Linked DNA regions of Mus musculus: region 2 is linked to region 1. Evidence: chromatin contacts called from public Hi-C data. All regions are on one chromosome and are shown on one strand. Each heading gives the region's core, a stretch centred on a gene start, on an enhancer-like site or on the middle of the called end of the contact. The rest is flanking DNA. Distances are from core to core; before and after follow the strand shown.

Evidence for each region. A called contact is a pair of places that touch in the nucleus more often than the background predicts.
Region 2: a contact with region 1 is called in a Hi-C map of uterus, with 2.4 times the contacts expected there. The contact joins two enhancer-like sites. A contact is called at or near these places in 15 of 39 promoter capture datasets (the 3T3-L1 cell line, 3T3-L1-derived adipocytes, cranial neural crest and 9 more) and 9 of 484 Hi-C or Micro-C datasets (adipose-derived mesenchymal stem cells, cardiomyocytes, cerebellum and 5 more).

What each region holds. Positions count from the first base shown.
Region 1 is chr13:92,589,293-92,594,641 of GRCm38.p6, forward strand. No RefSeq gene overlaps it. Among named protein-coding and RNA genes, the nearest start is that of Spz1, 16 kb to the left of the region's middle. Within about 2 kb of position 3,874, at least 80 of the 459 cell types and tissues checked have an H3K27ac peak or open chromatin away from gene starts, as enhancers often do. A contact at or near this core is called in uterus, where this site is marked.
Region 2 is chr13:93,233,975-93,239,434 of GRCm38.p6, forward strand. No RefSeq gene overlaps it. Among named protein-coding and RNA genes, the nearest start is that of Gm41020, 38 kb to the left of the region's middle. Within about 2 kb of position 4,072, at least 72 of the 459 cell types and tissues checked have an H3K27ac peak or open chromatin away from gene starts, as enhancers often do. A contact at or near this core is called in uterus, where this site is marked.

The DNA.
Region 1 (5,349 bases), core at 2,624-5,123:
AAACTGAACTTAAAAAGTGGAGTTTTGCCAACTGCAGGAACAAAAGGCCCCAAATAAAAGGGTCAAGGGCTGTACATGCCTGGAGCCTGACCCAGTGACTTGAGCTGGCACACAGTTAGAACCTAGTTCCCAATGGCTGCTGGTTTTCAGCCCAGATGGCTTGGCTCAGGAAGACAACTGACTGGGTTATACAATTTACTGTCTCAAGCTGTATTTGACCTGTATTTGAAAAAACACTTACTAATGGCCCAGAAGATAAGGCTAGGGCTTCTCTTGACTGTGTAAAAGGACCTGCTTTCCTTGGGGGCTGGGAGAGGGGAGGGAGGGAGGCAGCCATTCCAAGAATTTTCCCATGGTGCTTCAGTTTGCAGTGTCTATTTTTTATTAAAACTTTTATATCAGTTCTGGCACGATAAATACTATCACCTTATACCTAGGTCTCATTGTTTCCAGAACAACACTAACATATTTTAATAAATTAATCTTTTGTTAGGGAAGGTATGAGGGGGTAACTTAAACAAAGTACATTGTATATATGTATAAAATTCTTAAAAAATTAATAGAAATATTCTATAGAATACTTGTTATCTCCTGCTATTTCTTAAAAGAATGGAACTAGAGATATACTCATTTGTCTACAATACCTACTATAGAACATAATTAGCAAAGCTGGGCTTCCCTAAGCAATTGTCTGAGCAAGCTTCACTTCTGCCAGAAAAAAAAAAAGTGTTATGTGAATAATTGTGCTAGATATTCCACAGAATACTGTAAAACTCAGAGAAATAAACTACAAAGCTTATTTGAAAAAGTAGCACACTAAATCTAGTCAGGTTAGCATCATTATAAATATGCTAATACTTAATCTATTTTTATAGACATCCTAAGAACCAGAATAAGTCCATGAGCTTTTTTTCATTATTTAATTTATAATGTATTATTTGCATTATTATAAATAAAATTATTATTTATTTAAAGATGGGATGTTTAAAAAGGCCCAATATTCAGTTATTATGAATGTGGGCATTAGATTGTTATGCTAAGTTTAAGAAGTAATTAAGTAAAAATGTGAAATTTTCAGACACAACATCATTAATTGCATTAATTGCACTGACTGCTAGCATCAAAATTGCCCTGTGTATTTAAGGAAAAAGTGACAATGGTGAGTGTGTGTGTGTGTGTGTGTGTGCACTCATGTTCACATGTGTGTGCATGCGCATATCTGTACCAGTGCCCCTGTGTACAGAGGACCAGTGTTGACATCAGCTGTCTTTATTGCTTGCTCCTTTATTTACTGAGTCAGGATCTCTCAACTGATCCCAGAGCTCAGTCATAACCTCCTCTGGCTCCCATCTTGTCCTGGGTTGAATCACCTCTCTGTCTCTGCCTCTCGCAGGCTGGGTTTACACATGGCCCCCATGCCTTGGCTGGATTTTATGTGAGTTCTGTGGAATCCAATTCTAGTCCTCACTGTTTAACCACTGAGCCATCCGCCCAGCCCAGCCTTTCACTGTGAACAGGAACACAGGTTGCAAGGGCAGAGTGGCCCAGTGGTTAGAGCACATTAGTCTTGCAGAGGACATGGGTGTTAATTCCTACCGCTCACATGGTGGCTCATATAACCCTAGTTCTCAGGGACCTAACAGGCATGCATGTGATGCACATACACATATGCATGTACATATTTCATACATGTAAAGTAAAATAAATATTTCTTTAAAAAAGAAACTCATGTATCTGGGGACAAAGGAAGCCTCGGGCATTTTTATATGTATGGATTAATCATGAAGGGAGAATTTGCTGGCACGTTTAAACTCAGCAGGGCACCGAAAAACGAAGAACAGCAGAATGGCTGAGGCTCCGGACTGTCTTATATAAGACATAAGAGGCACTGCTGCAGACACTGAATCTAAAACCCCCTAATTGTAGGGTTCGTTATTTTATAGGCTCATGAGGAAGAAACATTACCAATTAAGCTGCAACAATCTTTCTTACCACCCAGAAATGTTACACCATTCAAAGAGCTTTAAATGCTTAGAAAGGAATGGGACAAAGTATTTTACATTGTCTTCCTCAGTCCCTGTGGCTCACACAGATGGCAGCTCATTCAGTCATTTCTCTCTAGTACAGTGGGGTCATACACATGGTCTCCACTACCAGACTGAAACTAAGTTGCTGTCTGAGCTGCCAAGACAGTCACGATTACAGAGAGCATCAATGAACCGGTTCTAAAGAAGACAAGGCTGGGGGGGGGAGGGGGGGGAGAGGGGGTAGACCAGGTTTTTGTTTTAACCATTTTCTCTCTCTTTTAGACAAAGTCTGTGGTATCCCCGTTTTGATTCAGTCTTTACTTGAATTTGCTAAGTAGCTGAACATGACTTTGAACTCATTATCTTCTTGTCTCCACCTTCCTCCTGGTGGGATTCCAGACACATGTACCACCATACCAGGTTTTGTTCGATGCTGGGAACTGAACCTAGGACATCTTGCATATAAGCATGCACTCTATGAAGTAAATCACACCCCCTAGCCAAATCATCTGTTTCTTTAGCAATTTAAAATAAGTACTCTGGGTTAGGCATGGTATTGGATGTATAGGCTAGGGGTTCAAAGTCGTCCTTTGCTATATAAGCATCAAGCTACACGAGACCCTGTCTATAAACAAACAAAATCTCCAGCTGAATCTATTTTAAAAGCATTTCTAAAAAATGGACCTAAGCCAGTAGTGGTGGCACATACCCTTAGAGCAGCACTCAGGAGGCAGAGGCAGGAGGATCTTGAGTTTAAGGCCAGCCTGGTCTACAGAGTGAGTTCCAGGATGGCTAGGGCTACATGGGGAAACCTTATCTCAAAAAAAAAAAAAAAAAACAAAAAAACAAAAAACAAAAAAACAAAAAACAAAAAACCAAGAAGAAGAAGAAGAAGAAGAAGAAGAAGAAGAAGAAGAAGAAGAAGAAGATATGAAGAAATGGACCTAAACTGTTCTTAAGTAACTGAAACCTGACTACGAATAAACAGACAGAATTCATGGAACTGCCTTCCTTCCAGGAAGGAAATTCTGCCTTTTGTCTCTCACAAAGACATCCTCAAAAGAAAGCCTTCTATTGATTTCATGAAGGCAGCTAACTGGCTGTGGTTCGGATCCAGCCAATCACTTCCAAAGACCTCATACTTCAAAGATGCTGTGAATATAATGACTCAAAGAGACACCAGGGGGCCTTTGTTGAAATGTAATCTGAAAAGATAGGCCAAGGTAAAAAAAAAAAAAAAAAAAAAGAAAAAGAAAAAAAAAAGAAAAAAGAAAAAAAAAGCCCATTATTAAAGAAATAGACCCAGACCTCTAGTACTGCTTTTAGGAAATTAAAGTACATTAGTGAGGAACGTTGAGGTTGGGAGAGAGGGAGTGTAAGAAACATAATTTAAAGACCATTTTGAATGACTCAAACGTCATTTTGTGTACTTGGAATAATGTAACGCATATAAGATATAAGTTTGTCACTGGGCAGCTCTGATAAGAGTTAGGCCCCAAAAGCAAGCCCCTGGCAGACCACCCAGCAGCTCAGACCTGAGCTCAGCCCAGGTCTGGCCCTGATATGCTAATGAGATAACCCCAACAGGCTGTTGATGAGCTGGTGAACAGGCTCCGCCAGGCTGTGAGCCCTAAGAGTGGCAAGGCTACCAAAGAAATGATACAAAAATTGGAACGATGGGAATATTCTGTAGGACCTCACTGTCACGATCCTTAGACACCTCGCCTCTGGCTCGTGTTCATAAGCATCACCAAGAGGACTTGAGACTGGGCGTGGCCCTGGCTTCAGTGACCTCTCTTGCTGAGGCCACACAGGGCTGTCTGTCAGCGATAGTTATTGGCCTGTGCTCTTTAGGACCTCCCAGACCACCATCCGCGCTATCTTCCTGCCAGCAACAGCTGAAGAACCTCACAGAGGATGTGGGCCGAGCCTGCAAGCTTCCATAGATAGCATCCTCCCCCGGATTCCCCAGTGGACCCTGCAGCAGCATTTCTGCCCAAACAACCATTCATCTCCTGCTTGTTTAACTTTTATGTTAGCAGCTCCTATAAGGAATGTTGTTGTGAATAAACCGAGCATGTTTGATAGACAAATCTTGTGTGGACATCCTAACTGCTGAGAGTCTTACAGCCCACAGGCTGTGCTCTTGGCAGGAGGGAGGTATAAATTGCCTTTGTCTCCCTTACTCTGACAACCTCAACTATAAGCTGTGTTTACTTGAAATCAGGAGAGTGAATATTTTGTGGATTGAATTTTAAAATCAAAGCAGAATAAATTTCCCTGGTATGTAGAAGAACAGAAATGAACCATCTTTTAGAAATGCTTTTTGAGATTTCATAGTAAACGTGTATAGTAACTGCACTATTATTTCCCTAAGTCACACAAATATATTTCATGTTAACCAGGCTGGACATCAAACCCAGGGCTTCATGCATGCTAAATGAGCACTTCGTCAATTGAACTGCATCCTTAGCCCCCAATATTTATCTTAGTGAAGCTGAAGATACTCAGTAGTAAGTAGGTAGCATAAATGTTAGTGTGCTTAGCATCTGTAAGACTTTGGATTTGAGGCCTGGCAACTCTCCAATACACTGCTTGAAAACTTCTTACATAATTTAAGATGCAAAGGTGTATTCAACATGCTACTGTATTCCAGGGTAGATGTGTCACTCTGGGGATGCCAGGGGATCCTAGCAGATGAGATTTAGCCACTCATCCCCAAAGAATCACAGGGAAAAAAAACCCCAAAAACCTTTATTCCCCTTGCTGTCAGGAAGACATAGCTAAGTGCCAGGCCCCTTTGGGGTGCCAAAAGCAGCCTTAGATCACACAGGACCAGAACAAAGGCAGAGTCAGGGCAGTTTGATTGCAAATGGTCGAGGTCAGGTCACACAGTCGGGCTGGCTATTATCTGAGGACTTTTCTCACAGCCTTGTAAATGTCAAGGAAATTGCTGCTCAGGGGCAGTCTGCCTTTGACTCACAGGATGTCTGTCTATTACAGCTGTGTGATTCTGGACTTTATGATAAACAGAGGGTAAGAACAACTCAGAAAAGGACAGAAACAAAATGAGTCAGGCTAATTGGATCCCCTTCTAAAGGATTTGTAAACACCTGAGTGTAGACAAACTAAAACCCAGAGCGCACCTTGTACATCTATCTCAGTGACGTCTCCTTATGGCTGGCAGCAGAAACAGACCTAACTCTAACCTGAACGGACTAAATAATTGAAATTAATATGTTCCCTGGTGGGGGGGTGGGGGGCTGGATGGAGCTGAAAAGCCTGCTGAGCGGCTCCCTCCCCTTTCATTAATGTGGCATCT
Region 2 (5,460 bases), core at 2,822-5,321, 640 kb after region 1:
AGGACTCACCTAACACATGCACACCAAGGGCAAACAGTCCACCACTGAGCTATAGCCACCTCCCAGTTTGTCTTTAATAGGAGTTTCTCCTTAGCTTCTTCATGGTCTGCTAAATTCCATTAAGTGGCATGCAAGTTTTTAGTGGTTTACTGGAACTGACCTCCTTCAAATATCTAACATGGAATTGAGTAGGAGAGTATTATTGAAATTAAATAAATGAATGTATTATATGGAAATAAATGTTTGTGAGGGTAAACTCAGAATCTCATATTTGAATATATTTTGAAAAACATGAAATGGCTTATAATAATAAACAATACAGAATACCTGTAATCCCAGCACCGAAAGGGAAAATAGAACATTAGTCAGTCCTTGCTGCTATGATGGAATGTTTGCAACAGTTAACCTGTAAATGGAATTTGAATCAGGGTTCTAAAGGTGCAGTCCAAGACTGAGCAGCTCCACTGTTTGCTCTAGCAAGGGCAGTGGTCATGACAGAACTGTGTAATGAACAAACCGCTTATATCATGAGCTAGGAAGCAGTGAGAAAGAAAACAGGCCAGAGTCCTACAACCAACCTTCCAATGAGCAAAGGGTCAGAAATGGTTGAGCATGACCCACAATATACCTGCAGTGAGCTGAGAACCTGCTGTAAGTCCCTATTGCCTAAAGGCTTTACCATGGTCTACTGGTACCACCCTGCATGCCAAACTTTAACACATACCATCTAGGACATATTCCACATACAAATTAGATCAAATGCATGGAAATTGTCTGCCCCAGATGCTTATAAAGACGTAGGCAGGAAAGTCTACACACCCATGTTAATCAAAGCAATCAATTATGAACTGCCTGCCAATCAGTTAAGAAGGTGTTTCTATGGCTACAATCAATTATGAACTACCGGCCAATTGGTTAAGGTGTTTCCATGGCTACTCTTGTTACCAAAAGCCCAGAGCTGGAAGTTTTGCTTTATTGCTGAATAGTTCTGTGTGCAAGTGATAAGCTCCAAATTTCTTATAGAATATATATATAAAGTATTTCAAAGGTTATATGAGGTGCTGTATACAAGAAACTCAAGAGAGACCCTTGGAAATGTGGCATTCAACAGATGTAACCAAGATAAATAGATAAAAATATTCTCATGGAAATAGCAATTCAGCGAAACAATAGCTCTGAGGCCTGGAACTAAGAATTACTACTCTGGACCTCAATTTTCCTCTCTTGCAAAGTTCAGAGTAGATCTTTATAGTCCCTGTAAGTCAGGCAACGATAAGGACAGTTACAGGTAGACCGTGCTCACATGGGTCAGCTGTGTTCTCACTGACACACTTAGTCACTCTGATCCTCAAAGGAAACCTGAAGCAGCCGTGGCTTTCTGCTAATACTTAAAGGAAACTCCTAGTTCTCATTTTGTTTTACTTTAAGGCTTTTAAAAAATAGTTTTTCATTGTTTTGAAAACATTTAGTGTGTGTGTGTGTGTGAGAGAGAGAGAGAGAGAGAGAGCATGTAGTAGTTTGCTACAGATACATATTTGATATTCAAATCAAAATAAACTTTCATTTCCTCAAACATTATTATTTCTTTGTGGTAAAAAAAATCCAAATTCTTTTTTTAAAAATACACTATACTTCCATATCTGTGGTCAACCTACTATGTGACAGATCATCAGAAAATTTTTTCCAGGTATCATTTAGTACTCACTGACCAATCAAAAGATATTTCAAAACCATATGTTAAAAATAGACTGCTCACAAATTTAATCCCAAACCTTCCCTACTCGTCAAAAACTATATTCTCAAGTTTAAATTTTTCTTTCTATAAATATTGTGAAAACAATGCGCAGTGTATTCATAGATATTTAAAATTTTTACATACGGTATCATGTCTACATATCATGAAACTTACTTTTTCTACTCATGGTTGCTTTGGTTCAATATTTCCCTTTATAAGTTATATACTTATATAAGTTATATATTCTTGTACAGCGTGTTATTTGTGGTTCTCTTGAGTAACAGAACTTACAGAATGAGTCTGTTTCTCTCTATAAAAAGGACATTTATTGGAATAATTTATAGGCTGTAATCCAGCTAATCCAACAATGGCTGCTTATTAACAGAAAGTCAAAGATCCAGTAATTGTTTAGTTCCTGAGGCTGAGTGTCTCATCTGGTCTTCTGTATACCCTGGGATGCCAAGGTAGGCTTTAATACCAGTGAAGGAATGGATATGCTACCAAGATGAGGGTGAGTAGGCAAAGGGCAAAAACTTCCTTCTTCCATGTCCTTAGGCAGACGGTGTGGTTCAGATTAAAGGTGTGTCCTCCCTCCCAAAACACAATTTAGGCAATGTGTTGTATTAACCCACACTTCTTCCAGCATGACATGAGAGTCCGTTTTCCTATTCTGACATCTACAATCAATATTGCCAGGTTGTTCTTACTCTTGCCAGACTCATTTAAGGGTTTGATAGAAGTGGGCATGCATAAGTGTATTACTTATCTTGTGTTCAGGCACAAATGTGATGGGGAAATATTCCCTACGCAGGTCCTCATTTGGTAGAGTGCTCATTTGGCCAGCGTGTCATTACTGAGTCTCTAACAAAATGCAATAATCAAGTGAGTCCCCTCAGGATTCCCAGGAGCCTCTGGAACAGAGCCAGAGTGATTTGACAGGCTCCCCTGGCTCCCCCAAGGGCCACTTCAGTCCATTCACCACTTTCTGTTAAGCCCTCTCCTCTCCTGCTGCTCTCCCGTACTCAGAGTCCATTTACACTCCTGCCACAGAGAACATGAGATGACCTCATGCAAACTGCCACATCCAACCTTCATCTACAAACACACTCTACCTCCCATGTTCTCCCTCCAGTATGGTTCCTTTGACACCAATCCCTAAAGCCAACTGATAAAGGCCTTTGGGAGCAAGGATGATACTTTCCTGTGATTGTTTAGTGGACCTGTAAGGAGGTGAAGAGGGCTCGGGATGTAACTCGGTGGCACAGCATCACCACACGTTGCTATATACCACCTGAGGACCCCATACAGCATTCTCATCAGAAATAAAATAATACGGGCATGGTGGTGCACGCCTTTAATCCCAGTACTTGGGAGGCAGAGGTAGGCGGATCTCTGAGTTCGAGGCCAGCCGGGTCTACAGAGTGAGTTCCAGGATAGCCAGGGCTACACAGAGAAACCCTGTCCCGAAAAAACAACAAAAAAAAAAACAAAACAAAAAACAAAACAATAATCACTAGCCACAGCCCCTTAACCTTGTCCCTCCAGAACTGTGAATTCAATGTTCATTCTTTTTTTTTTTTTTTTTTTTTTTTTTTTTTTTTTTTTTTGAGACAGAGTTTCTCTGTGTAGCCTTGGCTGGCCTCGAACTCACTCTGTAGACCCGGCTGGCCTCGAACTCAGAAAGTCGCCTGTCTCTGCCTCCCAAGTGCTGGGATTAAAGGCGTGCGCCACCATGCCCGGCCCTCAATGTTCATTCTTGATGAAGTGTCCAGGTTGTATTCAGTTACAGGAATAGAAAGTGGACCAAGAAATGCTGCCCGCTATCCTAAGAAAACATTACCCTTCTTCCTGCCCAAGGCTAGTCCTAGCTCCGCAGTGACTCCTCTCTCATCCTCTCAGGGCTCTTCCTTCATAAAGAAGCCCTTCTTTTGCCTCTATAGTAAACTGCACTTCCTTCCTCTCTACCTCATTTTTCCTCCAGGTAAATACACTCAACTCTTCCTTTGAGTCCTGGGTCTTTTCTTGCATGTTATGTTCATGACCAAGAATCACTTCCCCAGAAAGGCATTTCCTTTTACTTAGAAGACTTCTCCTTTGCCTTCACAGCATTGACAAAAGCAGAAATGAAATGCCTCTGTGCAGGCCTGTGCAGTCAACGTTAGCAGAGGCAGGAGTCCTCTCCTCCGAGGCTAGCAGAAGGCACAGCCAATGCTTATCTGCACAGTAAAGAAGTGCTCCCCAGCCTCTAGCCACATTTTGCCTACATGCCTGTACCTGATGAGTATTTCAAAACGAGAGCCCTGTTGTTATTGTCCCTGATGAGCTCAGGGAAATGCTGTTGGAGCCTGAGCCACAGAACAAAGTCCAACACAAAGTGAGCCTGGGAGAACAACTCTGCCTTGCTCCTCACAAAGCCAAATGCACACTGCTGTGGAATGTTCTCTGAAGAAACTGGCATTCCTATTAAAGATCCCGTGGAGTATTTGACCTTGGCTGACTCAACGCCATGACTTTAGAGAGACGAAATAGTGTAGGTCAAGAGCCAAAACCATCTTGGACGGATCAAGCTCTCTAACAGCCAATTCTCTAACTTCTGTATCTGACCTGGCACTCTCCCAACTAACAGACATTTGTTGACTGGGTTGCTAAGCTTACGGGACCCCTGCCTCCATTGTAAAGCTCTAACGGACGGTTTCTCCTCTCCCCTATTGGCTGCAGTGTGACCTTAATTCATGTAACTCTTCCATATGAAGTGTGTCATTTCAGGGAGCTTGGATCACGGTCTTGAGCTCATACTCATTCTGGCTCAGCGGTTAAGAGAACTGGCTTCTTGCTCTTCCAGAGGTCCTGAGTTCAATTCCCAGCAACCATATGGTAGCTCACAACCATCTGTAATGAGATCTGATGCCCTCTTCTGGTGTGTCTGACGTGTACTCATATAAATGAAATAAATAAATCTTTAAAAAAAATTAAGCACACTCTGCTTTCCTGTAAGAGTAGAGCCATTAATTTAGTTTAGCACTACCTTTCCTAATATAAATAGCAAGAGAGGAAGAATGCAATAAGCGAATTCTGTGGCTGACTGATAGCTCTGGTAAAAAGACCAGCAGGGGCACCAGGCACAATGCAGTGTAGACTGGTTAACATACTGAGGCCCCAAATTCTATGCTGAGTGGACTCTTTCCCCACCAAAGGAAAAAAAAAAAAGCTGTGAAGACTTTATATTCTAAAGTTTAGACTCAATAAAGAAAGAAGCACGTGTTTACAGCAGCGTCCATTAGTTGTTAGGTTTTTTTTTCTCCTATCTTTTTCATCAGTGAAAACATTTGAACCCACTGTTCCACAGGAAAGGGACTCGTGTTTACTGAGCATTTATGATATGCCAGGCGTTGGCTAAATGTGTTTGCTTTATCCCATTTCAAATAGTTTGTTTAAACTCAACAGGATATATCATATCCATTTCTACAACAGCGAGTCTTCATTGTCAGTCTGACTCAGCGTAGAAACACTATGGAAACGTGAGTGTGTCTGAGGGCACTTCTAGAAAGGTTTAACTGAAGAGGGAAGAAGACCTTGGAATGTGGGTGGCACCATCTGACAGGCCCGGTCCCTGGCTAGATAACCGAGGTGTGGTTGAGCAGTCTCGGCCATTATCTCTGGACAGAGTTCACTTCACCACCTTCCTGACTCGGTGCCTTATGGACGATACCTTTAAACCATGAGCC